Linked DNA regions of Mus musculus: region 1 is linked to region 2. A link is a contact called in public Micro-C data. All regions are on one chromosome and are shown on one strand. Each heading gives the region's core, a stretch centred on a gene start, on an enhancer-like site or on the middle of the called end of the contact. The rest is flanking DNA. Distances are from core to core; before and after follow the strand shown.

Region 1 (4,402 bases), core at 863-3,362, 420 kb before region 2:
AGGTCCTGAGTTCAAATCCCAGCAACCACATGGTGATTCACAACCACCCGTAATGAGATCTTACTCCCTCTTCTGGTGTGTCTGAAGACAGCAACAGTGTATTTATTTATAATAATAAACATATCTTTGGGCCTGAGCGAGTGTTTGACTGGAGTGAGCAGAGGTCCTAAGTTCAATTCCCAACAACCACATGAAGGCTCACAACCATCTGTACAGCTACAGTGCACTCATATACAATAAATAAATAAATAAATCTTTAAAACAAACAAACAAGCAAAAGAACCATTTGATTCAGTTTCAAATGACCTTCTCTGTGTTTTCTGATCTTATATTAGCCCCTCAGAAATTCAGCAAACATCATGTCCTCCATATAATGCCTTCTGTGTGCATGTGTGCATGTGCATGTGCGTGTGCGTGTGTGTGTGTGTGTGTGTGTGTGTGTTGTTTTTGAGACAGGGTTTCTCAGTGTAGTAGCCCTGACTTTCCTGGAACTCACTCTGTAGACCAGAAGTGCCTCAAACTCACAGATACCTGCCTGCCTCTGCCTCCTAGTTCTGCAATTACAGGCATGCATGCCCCACTACCTCCTGGGCCAGGCACAGTAGTATCTTTAAGGATTGTCCTGCACCCCTATCGCAGAAGGAAGACCACTACAGTGAAGGGATGAGGCATGCAGAGCATGTATGTGGGAAACCCAAACAGGTTAAGAGTGACAACAGACGCCGATTCATTTTTATCCTCAGTGTCAGGATGGTGGCACTGGGACATACTGAAAATACAAAACTCAAGTCATAGCAACTGACATTTAGCCTATTCTTTTCCTCTGCCAGAATAGACCAATATAGCTAACTTTTCCCATCTGTGAAGAAATGATGAGATTTTTCTGTTTTAAGGGGTGGCTTAATTCAAAATTCCAAAAACATGCCTAGTGCTACAAATTCTGTGAAAGCCAAAGAAAATAATTTGGGGTTTGAGGTAGTAGTTACACTACAAGGTTTCTTTCTTCAGCACCGTTAAAGACTAGTATGAGGCTTTTATTAATCTTTAAGAAACTCATTTGCGGTGAGTGGCTAGTGCATCGGTGAGCTCATGTTTATCTCCTTGTGCAACATTTTATATTTTAATGGCATATATAATGAAAAAAGCAGTAACGTGGCACAGGGGGATTAATTTGTCATTGTTACTATTTCAGGTCTTTGCAGGAGAAAAATCTTTGAGTCAGAGAATGAACTGTGATAAAATTGGGTACCTATTCCATCATGCCTACATAAAACCAGCCCAAGTAGACTGGACTTTGATTTTTAAAATCCCTTATTGCTAGTATCTCCCTAAGCGTTAGCCAGAACTCTGAGTAACTAATTGAATGAGTAATTTGGTTGGTTTAACTAGATGAGATGGAAGGGGAAAAAAAAACATTGATTGAACCCATTTGGCTCTTTACCCAAAGTTCTTCTGTGTAATACTTGTGACTATTCCTTATGTTATGGCTTCAAAATGATGTTTGAAGAAGGGTCTGCTCAACTCCTGTTGATGGCTGCTGTAACCTCAGCACTGAGCCCAACGGAGGTAAATATGCTATAATAAGGACAGGTTACCTCCCTTCTTTAGCAGCTTGGAAGTTTCTGCTCCTTTGTAGATGGACAGAAGTGGAGAAATGGAAAAACCCCTTCTTAGACACCTCCGTGGCTTAGTTCATGCCAGGTTCAAATCTTGCCTCCCTGCCTCAGTCTACGCTGGTGACTAGACTACGGTCACTCAAGAGACACTGATGGTGGCCTCGGTATAAAGGCACACATCGTCTCCTTCAGTTGTCACTCCATGCTGGTTACTTGAGATATAGTAGCTGATGGCATTTCCAGTCCACACGCCAGCTGCCTCTAAACAGCTGTGTGTGGCTGAGCCAAAGGTGATGTTTATGAAACTGCCTGGGTGTTGGGAGAAGTCCCTGGCATGGTGGCACCCTGTCAAAGCAAAGACCCCTGCCAAAGAAGGGTTTTAGAAGGCCCTTCCCAGAGCAAACATATTCACACCCGTCAGTAGAAGAGGCCAAACAGTGTACATATGCAAGCGTTATCTGCCTTCTTCGGTTTGTGGGAGGGAGGCCAGCTAACTTTTCAACCCATTATCAAAATCAATGAGCTCACTGCTGTACTTAGATAGCCATTCTAGGCAGGGACTAGCAGACTCCCGCAATAGCCTTCTCTATTAGGACATATCTTTTAGGTTTATACCATTTTACATTTCTGCACATTTCGAGACATTCACAATTATAGGCAGACTGGTCTAACAAAGGGAGGGCCACAGCCCTATCAGGCAAACAGAGATAAATTATGTCTGGCAGAATCTTCTTTTGTATGCACAAATGACTCAGAACATCTCTGTTCCTTGTGTGCATGATCTGACCTTTCCAGACATGGGGCAGTGAACCTGCAGGAAGACTCTACAAGAACACCCATCAAGATGTTGGGAGACGAGGGCAGGCTGTGCATTGCTGGGAGGAAATGAAAAACTCTAAAGCCGCCCAAAGCATTTCCCTTAATTTTGTTCACACAGGTTCCCCTAAGGTCACGATGCTTAATATTCTCAGAGCCAGAAGCAGTCTGGACTAGGCTCCACTGTTCATCCTACCTTCAGATTGTCACAGGCCCTTTGTCATAACACTTGACTCTGTCACTCCACCCAAGCACATGAGTGCCTGTGCTGTCTGGCCTGGAAGTCTTGGAAATCAGATGAAAGAATGTTCAGAATTTTGTTTGTCTCCAGTCTTACTTCCTTTAAAGACACGTCTTCTAAGTACAGACACAGTAAATATATGAGAGATGTCCTACATCTTTCCCCTTCTACATCCCTATTGGGAAGAGGCTAATCATGCTGAGCTCCTGTCTCACTCCAGTGAGCAGCTATCATCCAGACGGAGGACAGCAGCTGGCGAGGATGCTGGGAAAAAGGAATCCTTAGACACAGCTGATAGGAATGTAAATTGGCCAGCATGGAGCCCCCCCCCCTCCCCGAGAAATTAATACCAGAATGTCATATCCAGCAGCACGAGTCCTACAAGTCCTGGGTATAAACCTGAATGATTATAAGTCAGAACGACACAAAGATCATTTAAGTCCACGTTTATCACAACAGGCTTTCTAACAGAGAAGATATGGAAACCATCTTAGATTCCTTTCAACAGACTAGGAACTAAGGAAATGTAGTGTATAGGCAACAGTGTTACTTTGTTCAGCAAAAATAGGAATGAGTCCCTTCATGGTTTTTTTTTTTTTTTAAAGATTTATTTATTTATTTTATGTATGTGAGTACACTATTGCTCTCTTCAGACACACCAGAAGAGGGCATCAGATCCCATTACAGATGGTTGTGAGCCACCATGTGGTTCCTGGGAATTGAACTCAGGACCTATGTGCTCTTAACTGCTGAGCCATCTCTCCGGCTCCATCATGGTTTGTTTTGTTTTGGTTTGGTTTGGTTTGGTTTGGTTTTTCGAGACAGGGTTTCTCTGTATAGCCCTGACTGTCCTGGAACTCACTTTGTAGACCAGGCTGGCCTCGAACTCAGAAATCCACCTGCCTCTGCCTCCCAAGTGCTGGGATTACAGGCATACACCACCACGCCTGGCCATCACAGTTATTTGTAAGAAATTGGATAAAACTGAGGATAATTATGCTAAGGGGGAAAAATCAGACTCAGAAAAAAAATCATATTTTCCAATATGTTAGATTTTAGAAAAATAGGAAGGTGGCTATTAAACAGGACCCAGTAGAAAACAGAAAAATGAGAGAGACAGTGGTTAATATGTATAAAGTACATTATATATGTGTATGACAGTGTCAAATGGGGCTTTAAAAGACAATAAGACAATTATTTCTCTACCAGTTAGCTGGAGTAGTTGAGTTCTGTTGAATGGTGGAGAAAGAGATGGCTTTCCTAATGCACTGATGCTAAACACCTTGGAAAGCACTTTTACAATTATAACATGGTTAGTCGATAAAGCTAGTGACTGTTTCAAAGCAGTGTTTTTTATAATATTGGAGAAAGTTTGAGATTAAGACAGCACTAACACCTACACAGCCACCTATCACATGCTATACATGTTACCTACGTTTCACACCTGAGAAGACTGAGGTAGAAAACAGTTGAACAAATTAGTAAAATCCCACGCTGAGAGACAGGCACTTTTCAGTTAGAAGGCTATGAAGCTCATGGAGGGGATGAGATTTCAAAGCTCTAGGAATTCACTTTGCTTTGAACGCAGGACAAAGAGATCCTTGCATCCACTGCTGTCATGTATGCTATGGAGTTAGGCTAACACTGTTACAGATATGCCAAAGAATCTATTAAAGAAAATAACCAAAAAGGTTCTAAAAGGAGAAAAAAGACTTGTTCTTGCACTCAA
Region 2 (4,637 bases), core at 1,446-3,945:
GGCAAGTCGGTAACAATCCAGCAAATAACCCCATCCATGCTCATACAACCAATCCCCTCTACTGAACTTCCGTGCATCAAGGAGAAAGGCATTGAAAATAAGAGAGTGGGATGTTTTCTTCTAGCTGGGCTGCTGCGTCTGGCATCAGTGGGAGAGGAAGCACCCAGCCTAGTAGAGCCTTGAAGTGCCAGGGTGAGGGAACACCCAGGGGAGCCTCACCTCCTCAGAGGAGAAGGGGAGATAGAGTTGGGGGAAGGGTTATGGGAGAAGGTGACTAGGAGGAAGGCAGTGAGGGCTGGGGTGTAAAGTGAATAAGCAAAACAATAAAATTAGATTTAAAAAAGAAAGGAAATAAGAGAGAGAATAATTGGGAAGATGAAAGGGTTCAGGGAGGGGGGAGACAAGAAAGGAGAGTGAAGAGGGTATCCATGATACACTATATGTGTATGTATATGCATATATGTGTATACATCTGTGAATATATATATGTGTACGTGTGATATTGTATATATGTCTGTGTATATGTATATATACACACTATTTAGTGATTATATATATAATTATACATATATATATATAATTGTAAAAAATAAAGAGAAAGTAAAGGAGTTTTAAAATATTCACATTAATATTTATGGCACCCAATTCAAGTCTTTATAGGGTTGCATTCAAAAGGAAACACTATTTTGGATTTTTTTTACTTGCCACAAAAGCATTCTGGTCTCTGAGTGGGCTACAAATTATTCATTTCCTACAGCCATATTTTCTTCTTTAGTAAGGATAAAAGGAAATGAATGAAAGTATGGCAGGGAATGGCTGTTATCAAGTTCAAGGAAATTCAGCTTTTGTTTGTGACTACCAGATAATTCTTTAGACAGAGTCCTGATGTGTGTAACCCTGGATGGCCGCGGACTTTCTATGTTGACCAGGCTGACCTAAGTACTAAGAACTAAGAACTGCTTTCTTTTCTTTTCTTTTCTTTTCTTTTCTTTTCTTTTCTTTTCTTTTTTTTTTTCCAGAGCTGAGGACCAAACACAGGGCCTTGAGCTTGCAAGGCAGGCACTCTACCACTGGGCTAAATCCCCACCCCACTCCCTTTTTATTTTAAAGATTTTATTATTATATCTAAGTGCACTGTAATTGTCTTCAGACACACCAGAAGAGGGCATCAGATCTCATTACGGATGTTTGTGAGCCACCATGTGGTTGCGGGGATTTGAACTCAGGACCTTTGGAAGAGTAGTCAGTCTCTTAACCGCTGAACCATCTCTCCAGGCCTCAGATAATTCTTTATGGTAAAATTTTTACTAGACTAACTTTAAAGCGGGCCTTCCCATCACCCATTCAGTTATTCAGTCAACAAATACTCACCGAACACTTAGTGGCTTCCAGGAATCTATTGTATGCAAATGTCAAAACAACACAGGGCCACTGGCATCTCAGAAAGTGACCCACCACACAGCAGTCAGGAGTGGTGAGCCACTGAGACCCACCTTGACTTCTCGGGGTTAGTCCAGAAGATGAATATGAGAGAGTAGAATCATTATTTATATCCAGGCAACAGAGGGGTGGCTGTTTTAAGTGTTATCTTGAAACAGATTAGTTTGCAGTGGGTTCTATGGGAAAAATGGAAGCATAATTCTACTTTGCTTCTTTTCTTAAATTTGATGTAGGTATTTTTATATAGCTCTTTTAGATGTGGGGGCTTGGGGATATAGTAATTATATTTCGATCCCAGATACAAAATCAGGGGCTTCACTGTAACTTTACACATGTACTTAAAATGGTTTAATCCCATTCACAAAGGACACTGCCTTGCTTTGTGCAGGACTCCAGCCTTCGGTAGGACAGAAAGTATGTGGTTTGCTTGTGATGCAATTCCTGCATTGGTTGCCCATGACAACGGTTGTTTTCTTCATTAGGTTTTATGTGGTTGGTCAGGTTATGCCAAGAGAATTGTACTCAGAGGAATTATGAGTCTGTTGAATGCCAGCTTTGAGCAGTGATTGCAGTGTGCAGTGGTAGAGAAGTGGCTCTCGGTTTGGTTAAGACAGAAACACAAACTCCTGGGTACCCTGCATAACCTGTGGCTTCTCTCTCCCTCTCCCTTAATATCTGTTTTCCAGCCACTGGAAAATGGCACATGTATGTTCAGAAAGTTCCACTAATCAGTTCTTTTCTGCTGCTCTCTTGTTTCTGTGGCTTCAAGAAGCCTTGAATTGCAATCTCCTGGATGCATCACTGAGAACAACTTAAGTCAACTATAATTTCCAACAGATCCCGAACATGGATTTGGAAAGATCAGGTGTTATTGAAATGAGCTATAATACATTCAGGCTGGAATCCAGCTGCTTCCAGCTTGTCTCCTCCCTCTCTGGGTTAACAAGTGTTTCCAAAGCCACGGGCATTAAGAATCCCGAAACAGCTAATTAACGGAGCCGATCTCCATCACATGAAGCCTGTGTGCTCCAGGCTGATGTGAGACCTCAGCTTCCCCAGGCTATCAGGACGGCGAGGGAGCGCTTGGAATTGGGTTGTGACATTCAGCTCCCTGCCTGTGGCAGAAAATAACCTCCTCAGAGAACAGTACTTTCAACAATGACAAAAAAGGTCTCATGGCCATGACTACGCAAAAGTAAATGAGCATTTCCTCATGTTCAGACTGTGACTCACAAGTGGCCTGTGAGTGGACCAAAGCCTGAGGTATTCCCTTGAAACTGAGTCCAGAGAAACACAGGCTTGGTGAGAGAGTGAGTTAGCTTTGGATCACAACCTTCCAACAGGCAAACAAAACCCAAGTAAAGAGGTATTGCTCTCCTTGTCCAACATTTTTTCCTACTTATCTATAGAATCAAAGATATAATCAAATTTACTTATTTAAAAAAATAAGACAAGTTACAATGAACTGACCAGGTCTTATATATATCTTTTCACAAGTTATGTACTTTAATAATAAAATCTTTTATCATACACAGAAAGATGTTCCCTCGTTCCCCTGGCTCAAACATCTGTCTTCCGTGATCTTAACAAACCTGTCTTTCTAAAACATACCATCCCCTACTTGAACAGACTTGATTTTTTTTTTCATGGTAGATAATATACATGTATTTTCTTATGCTCCTACACCTATCATTACTAGACTCACATCTGCAGAATTTCACTGTAGGCTCACAGACCAAATAGCGCGCCCTTGAGTTCTACAGCTGTCGAAATCTCCATTCCCAACAAGCCCCGCACCTTGAAGGCTGTCACCTCTTCTACCCAGTCACTCATTTCTTTCTTTGTTGAATTTTTGTTCATTCTTAAGACAGTGTTTTAATGTTACTTGCTCTGGGATTATTTACCTCCTTTACTTAGGACTATAGTCTCTACCCCTTTGGTTAACTCTCTTGCCATCCTTATCATGAGGCAAAGTTTGTGAGTTACCTCTTTGAGCTTAATGCTTATATTATTTTTAGAATATCCAGAATGAAATGACAAAGTGCTCCTATGGAAATGGACAAGTGCCTGGATCAAGGATTTAACCAGGTCACTGAACCAGATTATACTTAACTGTACTTTAAAGTCTACAATTAATCTTTTATATACTCTATTTTTTAATGATAAGTTTGAAGTGATAATAAAGAAGTATACCAGTTAGCAGTTAAAATTTGTATTTGACTCCTGCCTTATATGCACACCCCTTCTTTATGCAGATGTCATTAAAGGACTACAGAAGCTACACTAATTGAAATAGAAGAGCTGTGTGTATAGGCAGGTAACTTTCATTTGATGGTTAAGAACATTAAGATTCATCTTCCAAATGCATCATGTCAAGCCCAGAGTTTGGAATGATACTAACAGACTGAATTAGGAGATGATACAAATCATAACCGCTGGAAGAAATATAGGCTGAGTTAAATATGTAACACTAGTATGCACAGTCTAACACTCACCTATAGCAACTAGCTATGTAGAAAAACCAACACGTACAACAATAGAAAAAAGAGCAAATGGAAGACCTTTAAAAATAATTTGAGGGTTTTAAAACAATTTTTTAAAATGCATATTAATGTAAAAATAAAAAAAAAAGACTCGGAATATTTAGAGGATAGTTTTTGAAAAGGTCTGGTGACTGGCCATTCTAAGGTTTAGTGTTTTGTTCTGGAAACTACTCCTTGTGTGGAGAAATGAGCCAGGCACATGGTGCTTAGCCCAGTAACCAAGTCTTAGCTGTCTGAAGGAAAAGGTCACCCTGCACAGGACACAGGAGCAGCTGAGATTTGAACGCATGACCCCACAGGAGGACATGGGGAGAGCACAGAGCACCAAGTGTAGTGACACTGGACAGAATCTGGCACAGACACGACGAGAAAGAGAAATGCTCATGCGTACTGGCGCAGAGGCGGAATGGAAGCAAGGTGTGCTGGGAAGGAAGAGGTGGGGGATGGTAGTGTCTGAGTAGCGCCATGGCCTCCTAAGCCTTGGGGAGTCTGGCTTGGGTCTGGTGGGAGAGCATAAGGCCCTCAAACCTGAACTGGGAACGTTGAGCTATCTTTAGGAGGTCCCGGAAAAAGTTAGATGGACGGCGATGGGAACTGCTCCAGTGGTGTGGGGGAAAGCAACTGGAGAGTAGAGGTTGTACCCTTTGGTGCTTA

Evidence for each region. Hi-C and Micro-C count contacts between places; a contact is called where the count stands out from the background.
Region 1: a contact with region 2 is called in a Micro-C map of muscle stem cells, with 2.9 times the contacts expected there. The contact joins two enhancer-like sites. A contact is called at or near these places in 2 of 484 Hi-C or Micro-C datasets (both in muscle stem cells), 4 of 115 datasets of contacts at active chromatin or transcription factors (acute myeloid leukemia, embryonic stem cells and pancreatic cancer cells) and 1 of 9 other capture datasets (embryonic stem cells).

What each region holds. Positions count from the first base shown.
Region 1 is chr13:109,663,686-109,668,087 of GRCm38.p6, reverse strand. The region is part of intron 3 of Pde4d (phosphodiesterase 4D, cAMP specific); the gene reads right to left. Among named protein-coding and RNA genes, the nearest start is that of Gm32703, 220 kb to the right of the region's middle. Within about 2 kb of position 2,112, at least 39 of the 459 cell types and tissues checked have an H3K27ac peak or open chromatin away from gene starts, as enhancers often do. A contact at or near this core is called in muscle stem cells, where this site is marked.
Region 2 is chr13:109,240,654-109,245,290 of GRCm38.p6, reverse strand. All of the region lies in intron 3 of Pde4d (phosphodiesterase 4D, cAMP specific), which reads right to left. Among named protein-coding and RNA genes, the nearest start is that of Mir582, 82 kb to the left of the region's middle. Within about 2 kb of position 2,695, at least 92 of the 459 cell types and tissues checked have an H3K27ac peak or open chromatin away from gene starts, as enhancers often do. A contact at or near this core is called in muscle stem cells, where this site is marked.